2 separate regions of the Sus scrofa genome follow, and region 1 is linked to region 2. The links are chromatin contacts, called in public HiChIP or PLAC-seq maps. All regions are on one chromosome and are shown on one strand. Each heading gives the region's core, a stretch centred on a gene start, on an enhancer-like site or on the middle of the called end of the contact. The rest is flanking DNA. Distances are from core to core; before and after follow the strand shown.

Evidence for each region. HiChIP or PLAC-seq counts read pairs in DNA pulled down with a chosen protein or histone mark.
Region 1: a contact with region 2 is called in an H3K27ac HiChIP or PLAC-seq map of skeletal muscle. The contact joins two enhancer-like sites. A contact is called at or near these places in 4 of 47 Hi-C or Micro-C datasets (liver, mesenchymal stem cells, omental adipose tissue and 1 more) and 1 of 2 datasets of contacts at active chromatin or transcription factors (skeletal muscle).

Annotation. Positions count from the first base shown.
Region 1 is chr18:14,548,245-14,553,049 of Sscrofa11.1, reverse strand. No RefSeq gene overlaps it. Among named protein-coding and RNA genes, the nearest start is that of BPGM, 43 kb to the left of the region's middle. Within about 2 kb of position 2,294, at least 8 of the 83 cell types and tissues checked have an H3K27ac peak or open chromatin away from gene starts, as enhancers often do. A contact at or near this core is called in skeletal muscle, where this site is marked.
Region 2 is chr18:14,305,236-14,309,795 of Sscrofa11.1, reverse strand. It overlaps CALD1 (caldesmon), which reads left to right. Exons shown (of 15, transcript XM_021079167.1): 4 at 3,365-3,511. Among named protein-coding and RNA genes, the nearest start is that of AGBL3, 42 kb to the right of the region's middle. Within about 2 kb of position 1,580, at least 10 of the 83 cell types and tissues checked have an H3K27ac peak or open chromatin away from gene starts, as enhancers often do. A contact at or near this core is called in skeletal muscle, where this site is marked.

The DNA of each region.
Region 1 (4,805 bases), core at 1,045-3,544, 240 kb before region 2:
TGTCTTTTTAGCTATTTCTTGAGCCGCTCCCGCGGCATATGGACGTTCCCAGGCTAGGGGTCGAATCGGAGCTGCAGCCACCGGCCTACGCCAGAGCCACAGCAACGCAGCATCCGAGCTGCGTCTGCAACCTACACCACAGCTCACGGCAACGCCGGATCCTTAACCCACTGAGCAAGGCCAGGGATCGAACCCGCAACCTCATGGTTCCTAGTCGGATTCGTTAACCACTGCACCACGACGGGAACTCCAAGCTTAGAACATCTTGAGTCAGAAAAGAAAATGCCCAAAGACTGATGGGACACAAAATTGGCTTCAAGTGACAAATTTGGGACAGTTTGAGATTGAAGAATAATGATAATGGATTACAGAACATTTGTCTTAGTCTGTTCAAAAACACCACAGATTGGGTGGCTAAAACCACAAACATTTCTCACAGTTCTGGGGACTGGGAAGTTCAAGATCAAGGTGCTGGCAGATTTAGTGTCTGTTGAGAACCCTCTTCTTGGTTTTCAGACAGATGCCTTTTTGCTGTGTCCTCACAAGGTGGAGAGGGAGGGGGCTCTGGTCTCTTCTAAGAGCTCCAGTGTCGCCTTGGGGGATCCACACTTGTGACCTCATTTAAACCTAATTACCTCCCAAAGGCCTCACCTCCAAATACCATTGCACTGGGGAAAGGGTTTTAACATTTGAAACTTAATTGGATATTAAAGTTATAAAGGACAAGGTGGTTGGAAATTTTAAGGGTGAGGTGTCATTATGTCTGCAACTCACATTCAAACGATTCAGGCAACACAGTGTCCCTCTGTATTTAAAGAGAGACAGAAAGCAAATTTAGTAAATGTTATAATTGATGAAGTGAGGAAGGAGTTTATAATGTTGCACTATTCTTCCAGCTTTTCTGTAGCTTTGACATTTTTCAAAATAAAACCAGAAAAAAAGTGACAGGAGGAAAAAAAATTGAAAAGAAGCAACTAAAGCAAACTTGAATTAAGTCAGTCACTAAAACATGTTTTGCTAGATGCAGCGCCTGGATAAAGGTGCCCGGTTTCTGCACTTTTTATTCTTTTGGAAATTTCTGTCTTTGTTGGGTAAAGGAAAAACTTCTTAAGTCTGTATTATATTGTAAAGAAACAAGTTGTACATTTGTTGTATTTCCGCTAGGTCTGGTGCTACAGTTATGCATCAGAACAACAAGTAGCTTCTCTGCTAATACAAGTCACAGGCAGGGTTATGGTTGCCATCACCTTGTAGCTGAACAAACGTCATGGGATTTCTTTCTCCTTATGCAAAACCTTCTAGTTTAATCCCTTAACGCTTTAGGGTAGCATCCTACCCTTCTTAAAGCCACTGTTTGGCTCCTAATCTCTACTTAATCTCTGGGCCTCTGTTTCCTTGGATTTTCTCTTTGTAGCAACCACCTCCCAAGTGGCCTTTGCATCACTCAGCTCAGTGTCATAGCCCAGCTTGAATCTGTGTGACCTCCAAGGAGCTGTGGTCTCTACTCTTCCTCTCTGCTTCCTTCTCCTAAGACTGATGAGAGGCAATAGCTTGTAATGAATGTTTCACATTGCCCCAGACAGAAGTCACATGGGGTCTGTTGGTACCAAGGGTGTGCCTTTTATTTACATTAGGGCTGGCCACTTAAGACTTAAATCTTTTCCTACTTTAAAAATAAGATTCATTAAAAAGACCCTGTTAAAAAAAAAAAAAAAGGTGCTGTTTTCACAAAGGAAGCTCTACCTTTTCAAGACAGCTTCATTTAATTTTCTGCAAAACCAAGTCCTTAAAAACTTCAGTATAGACCAGAATGTGACATAAGCTTGTCTCCAAAGGGCTAGCACCCAGTTTCCAGTGTGTGGAAAAGAGACGCCCTCTGACAGCAGCTGCAGCAACTACAGGCCAAGGTGTTGGAGGGTCACTTTCTCACCATGAAGCAACTCCAGCCAAAGGGGCTATTTTGCTGCAGAGTTTACTCAAGAGTTTTTCATGAATTCATTCTAGCCACACAGTGAAAAGGGCATACCTGCCCACCACGCTACCCTGCATCCACTTGAGAGGAAGCAGGAAACGCCATTTGATGTAATGTTGTTTGTTTGTTTGTCTTCTTAGGGCCACACCCAGGGCACATAGAGGTTCCCAGGCTAGGAGTCAAATCAGAGCTGTAGCTGCTGGCCTACGTCATAGCCACAGCAATTGCTAGTTCAGAGCCTCATCTGCAACCTACACTGCAGCTCATGGCAACACCAGATCCTTTACCCACTGAGTGAGGCCAGGGATCAAACCTGTGTCCTCATGGATACGTGTCAGATTCATTTCCACTGAGCTACCACGGGAACTCCTGATATAATGTTGACCCAGGTGGGGAATGAGATACAGCTAGATTTTTCCATCAGTCACATTATTTGCATAAAATCTATCCTTTTAGTGAGAAGAATCTTTGGAACAGTTAAACCTGGACTTTGGAGCAGAGAGGGTCAAGGCCATCACGTAGTTATACACCCACGATTGGGGTCTTTTAATCCATTCTCACACTTATTCTACAGAATATTCACTAGAGTTCTCCAGACAGCCACTAGCCATTGGTATAGTGAAATATTCATATTTTTGTCTCTGAAGCACTCAGGGATTCTGAATTGGATTTGTAGCTGGAAGTCCAAGTAGTCTCCCGATAATCTTGGTATTTTAAATCTTTATGTAATCTTTATTTCTGCATCTAGACACTGGGGGTCAGTATTTATTCATAAATGCCTCTGGATTTGACTATAACTCTTGCTCTGGCTATTTACAAAAGGTCATGTCTAAAGAGTCCTGGAACTGATTGTGGGATTTCTTTCTCTGATTATGTAACTACAGAGCTCAGCCTGTGTAAGCATAAAATATAAACATCATGGATCCCCATGGGACTGTAACCTGGGAAAGAGGCAGATAGTTTTCAATCTGAAATATAAATGAATACCAAGTCCTTGTTGCTTTCTGGAGACTTGTCTGGCAACACTGGTCCTATAGATATGCTCAGATATTTGGGCAGCACTTGGCATCACCCTTGACTTTCCTTCTTCTGAGTACTTATTGAGTCCTATTGATTCTCTCTCCTCATACTTTGCAAATTCATCTCCTCTCCATCTCACTGCTCAGGCCTTGAGTCACATCCACAGCTTTTCTCTCTTTAAACACTTGAACAGTCTTCTAGCTGATCTCTCTGCCTCCACTTTAACTGTCCGCCAATCTTCTGAAAGATTTGCTAGGGTGACTTTCCCAAAGGTCTACCACACAGAACTTCACGCAGACTTTGCGAGGCACCAGCAATTTTTTCAGCTTCTGCCTTTGCATTTGTCTCCTCTCCATCACCTGCCCCCCTTTGCTCTCTTTTTATTTCCTGCCTAACATCTGCTTATCCCTCAGGATTCTTAGGCTCCCACAGAGCCCTCTGATTTACCTGTGCTGGATCTCACCTGTTCCTTCAGGCAGAAGAATTGAGTGAATTCAAGTTCTCTGGCTCATGAAGATGGATGCCAGACAAGGTCATGCAAACTTACTTTCCAGAATCCCCCCAGTTTATCCCTCTTGAGTATCGCACTGTCCATTTTTCTGTAGATTTACTCTTTAAAATATTTCTTGTCTAGCAGATGTTTGATCTTTATACTGAGCTTTGTGGCTATCTTCCCACTGTGCCCATCCCTGGAAGCAGACATGGAAACTTGCTGCTGATGGACAGGAAGGCAGGTGAGGCTGAGTAGCCCTTTAGCTCAGCATGTCTCTGTAGGCAGCTGCTAGAATGCTGTGGAAACAGGTTATTTAATGAATCATGTTCTCGCTTTTTATTCAAACTATGGAGTTAAATGTTGTAATATATTTTGAAAATAAGTGAACTCCTTAATCCTATAATCTTGATAACTATTTCATCAATTCTTTCTATAAGTATTTTCACATAGATATTCTTAATTTACATTTGATTTTGTATTTTATTCATAAGCATTTCTTCATGCTTCATAGGCTTCAAAAATATTATTATATGGATAAATACTGTTTCATGATTTAGATAGAATTTAAACATCCCAAAGGGAAATGTTTAGATGTTTCCAATGTTCTGCTTTGATAAACAATTTTGTTCATATAACTGCTCTCCAGGCCCATCTTGAATGTCTGTGAGGCCCAATACAAGAGCACAGTAAAGAGCCACACACTATTTGTCCAAATATTTTAAAATATCAGTCAAGCTAACAAACATTGTATGTACTTGACAAATATAACTTCATAACAAAAAATATTTTAAAATATGGGAGTTCCCACTGTGGCACAGTGGGTTAATGATCTGGCTTGTCTCTTTAGAGATGCCAGTTTGATCCCTGGCCTGGCACAGTGGGTTAAGGATCCAGCAATGCTGCAGTTCCAGCTCAGATTCAATCCCTGGCCTGGGAACTTGCATATGTCATGCGGGCAGCTGAAAAAAAAATTAAATTAAAAAATAGAAAATGGATTGCTTAAAAAAATTTTTTTAAATATGTAAAGCCATTTTACATGAACGAAAATCACCATACATCAAGAATGGTTATGGAGTTCTTTGAAAACATTTCACATATACTAAACTTTGAATGAAGGATGTCTGTGTGTGTGTGTGCGCTGAGGCAGTAAATGGTGTTTAAGAAACATAACAATGTCAGCTTGAAAATAGTTATGAGTTGTGACGCATCATGATACGCTTTTGGAGAAGGAGGCAGAAGCCAGTGGGATGGTGTGATGTATGGAAACTATGGACTGTCTTCTAAGCGGAAGAGTGGTCCAGGGGCCCAAGCTCTCATTGC
Region 2 (4,560 bases), core at 331-2,830:
TTTAGAAGCAGACAGAAATTAACAACTAAGATTTTTTCAATTTCTAAAGAAAAACAAGAAACCTCTGGTGGTAGTAGGAAGGCAAACTGCCACAGGAGAAGGCTGAAAGTTAGGCAACCACTGTTTGCTCTGCTCTCTGAAAGCTAATGTAGGGAGGCTCACATCTGAAGAATTTCCACACATATCAAGTCATTTGGCACAGACACAATTTCACTTATAAAGTCAACTGATAGGTTATTGAGCCAGCAACCGGACATGTTCCGATTCAAAATACCCTGAAACCATTTTGGCTCCTTCTTGTCTTTAACTTTGAAAACAATTTTAACATGTTTCTTTATTAGTAGCAGTAAACAGGTTCTCAAAAATCTAGCTCTGGCAACTGTGTATCCTAGGCAAGAGTCTCTCAATGGAAAGGGATTGTAAACTTTAAACTATACCAAGCGAGGAGAAGAGTTAGAAGAAGCAGTGGATGTGATCTCTGGTGAGAAATCGGTGATAAAGGAAGGTTGAGTGTGACCTGGCCTAGAGAGATGGCAAATCTAGGTCGTGTCAGAGCTAAAAGCCAACAGCATCTGCCACGAGGCACGTTGGGTAAGTGGGAGGAGGAAACCAATAACACCTCCATTTGTTCAAATACAGTGGGAAATTAGGAGCTTCAAAAGAGCGTCCATTTAGGAGAAGGGAGAATTTGGTTTTTGGCCTAGGGTGTCCCATGTGGAGCTTTTATCTCTTGCTTGTCTTGGAAGAAGAAGGGCCCCAAGTAATAGCCAACTCCTCATGGCCGATCCAGAGATGCAGAAGGGCAAATTAAGACTGCCTGTTTGATTAGCTTGGGAAGCAGTCATTAAGGATTCATTCTTCTTGCTGTGGTTAAAGCTGTCTACTGAGAAATAAGCCAAAGGAATATTAGGCCAAGAATCTAAAGACTGAAGCCAAACCACTGGGAAGGGCTTTTGACTGCAAGCTACAATGTGATTGAATTAGAAAGGAACATTCGAATCATGTCATGCTGTCACCTCAAGCTCAACAGGCCTAAAATTGAACTCATCTTTCCTCACAAAGCAGCTCCTCCACTGCACTTTCCTAAGAACGACAAAATATTACCGTGTGGAATGCCTGCCCACAGCATACCTGTGATTTCATCTGATTGCCACCCACTTTGAGACAAGACAGTTTAATTCAGGCCAAAGGCCTGCAAGCTGGTGCGAGAGCAGTTCTAGAAATCAGGTTTCCTGAGCACTAACCTAATCATCATTTAAGTATATCACACTGCCACCTTCTCTCCACATTTATGGAAATAAATCAGTCAGTTTTATAGAATTACTAAGTAACATTTTATTTATATTGGCATCCGAGTATTGCACACTAGCACATTTTAGCAAGTATGAAGTCAGAGTTTCTGAAGCAGCGAAGAACAAATAAACCAACCTTCAGAATTGTTCATCTTGGTTTTTGTAAGATATCTGGGTGAAAAAAATGTTCATAACGTTTGTATAATTGAAGTCAAAAGATGGAAACAGATGAAGTCATCTAACTTCCTGATTTTGTAACTTGATTCTTTTCTGACCTGGATCTAAAAATACCTAGTTTGGTGGCTCAGCAGTTTCAAGATCCAGCATTGTCACTGCTGTGCCTTAGGTTGCTGCTATGGTGCGAATTTGATTTCTGGCCCCAGAAAATAAATAGATAGATAGATAGATAGATAGATAAAAATACCTTATTTGTAAATCTAACATGAGCAAACTATCATCAGTCATATTAGGTTTTTTTTGTTGTCTACATTTTATGGTTCTTCTGTTTTGTTTTCTTTCATTTGTAAATTATTTTAGCTTTGTCATCATTGGTAAGCTTGAAGCATTTACGTATCTGGATTTCTCTTTGTAGATATGTAAGTAACACTGTAAGGAAAGCACATTTGAGTCCCCTGATGGCTCAGCAGATTAAGGATCTGGCTGCGGTGGGAGTTGATCCCTGGACCGGAAACTTGCTCATACCAAGGGCATGGACAAAAAAAAGCACATTAACTCACCAGTGTAAAAAGCCGTCTGCTGCACAACACAGCTCCAGTGCAACCTGTGGAACCATCAGACTGGCTCTTCCCTGGACCAGCCAGCACTACATACCTCCCCAGCACTCTGTATCTCAGCACACAGGCCTCTTCCAAAGCAGCAAGCCATTTTCTCCTTTTTTTTTTTTTTTTTTTTTTTTTTTTTTTTTTGTCTTTCTAGGGCCACACCCATGGCATATGGAGGTTCCCAAGCCAGGGGTCCAGTCGGAGCTGTAGCACCAGCCTATGCCAGAGCCACAGCAACGCGGGATCTGAGGCCCTCCTGCGACCTACACCACAGCTCACAGCAACGCTGGATCCTTAACCCACTAAGTGAAGCCAGGGATCGAACCCGCAACCTCATGGTTCCTAGTTGGATTCGTTAACCACTGAGCCACAACAAGAACTCCCACATCCTCTTGAGTCTGAGCATCTGGAGTTCCCCAGCTCCGATTCTTTACTTGGTAATAAGTGTAAGGGACACTTATCTAACTAGTGATATTGATTGTATAATTTCCCTAAATAGGTCTTTACTTCAGATAAATTACAAAAGCTAAAAACCATGTGTGCACGCAAAACCCTGTGGGCCCCTTCTACCTGCCTCAGCCCTTAGATTTTTACCTGAATGTACACCTGTGGATTCCATGATATGCCCAGCGTGTGGGGCATGGGACATTAAAGCCCATTTTAGAACAAAAGAAGGGCCTTAGAGGGCATTGCACCAACTGTGAAGCCTCCTGTATGTTGTCAATAACACCTTCAGTGAAAAAGAACTAAACGGAAAAAATGAAATCCAAGCAAAGAGGATATCCTGCTCTGGATTTTAATTAGTGATTTGGCTTCTTAATCCCAAAGCCCTGGTTTGGTAACCTGATTCTTTTCTGACCTTTGTGACAACATCTCCACAAATAATTCGTACAACATGCTGAATCTTTTTAAGCGGTGTTTGGATTACATTCAGTTCAACGCTTTGGGTTTCTGCTTCTAAATCTTACATGTTAACCATCAGCTTCGTAAAGAAATCCAAATATGCTAACCTGCAATCTCCAAAGGCAGTTGCTTTTATGTACATTTTTTTAGTTTAAGCGGTTATTTGATCATTGCAAATTATCCTCTGCAGCTCTTGGACTAATGCATTTCAGATACTTAAAAGTTTGAAAGCTAGTCAGATCAGGTCTCTAAACTTAAAGAATAGAACTGTCCTTTTAGAATTCTGCGGTTCCGTAAGTGGTCAAGTTCAGGGTTGATCTTGCCACAAAGCTGATGAAGAGAGTGGGCAGTTGGCAGGCTCAAGAGATGGTCTTTGTGATGTTGCAGGATCGCCTACCAGAGGAACGACGATGATGAGGAAGAGGCCGCCCGGGAACGGCGCCGCCGCGCCCGGCAGGAAAGGCTGCGGCAGAAGCAAGAGGAAGAATCCTTGGGGCAGGTGACCGACCAGGTGGAGGTCAATACCCAGAACAGGTACTGTCCTCTTTGAAAGGGAGAAGGTCTCCGTTGCTTCTTAGCCTGTCTGAAGAAAGGGCTATGTTGAGCCAACGCGTTTCCTTCTTGACTCAACTCAACTCTTTTTCAGTCTTTCTAGCTTAATTCCTGTGTGGCCATTTGAAGCAACTAACCAGACTGGACAGTCAATCTGATTTAGATATTAAGACACTGATACGCCTTTCTCTCCCCACCTCCACACCATCCCATCCGCTAAACATACCCCATCTGAAGGATTTTATTTTCTTTCGTAATCTGGTAAATGTTTTATTTCCTGAAATGATGGTTATATCCTATTGACATTCATTATCCAGGATATTGTTATCTGTTTTGAACTGAAGATGTATTAGTTTAATAGTCTCTTGTGCCTACCAGTAGTAGATAATACTTGAAATTTAAAAGTAGGCATTCATGGCAGATGTCTTATTTTTCCTGATGTAGAGCCTAAATCAGTCATCTCTGATCACTACAGTATTCCGCAAGGGGCAAAATTCTGTTTAATTTAATGAAATTATTCCAACAAGCTTATGAGTTTACTACTACATTTTTTCCTATATAAGCCCTGGTAGGAATCAGGAAAGTCACAAACACTTAATAAGTTGGACCTCTTCAGAAGGGGCTTTTACAAGGTCACACATACAAGGTCACACAGGCTATATTATACTAATGGTTAGTATGTGTCATTTATATTCTCCAAGATAGAGAAAAGATGAGGCTATTTGGAGGGGGAAATGGGGAAAAAAATTGACTTTAAAACTATGGCCTGGTTAAATATAGTGAAATCACCATATAAGATCTTTTGTGTGGTTTTGGTTTTAGTTTCTTTTATTTTGTGTCTTGGGAGGGCCTCCTATTCAATTCATCATCTTAATTCAATCTATGTAGAAAATTCTGAAGGGAAAGCGTCTGGCCTCTTGAACTTAAATTGTAGTGGGCACACAGGTTTCTGAAAGCAGTCATGAGAATGCTGGCCGGCAGGAGGATTCCATCAGGAAGCTCAGTGATTAGGCGGAGAAACAGGCCTTGTC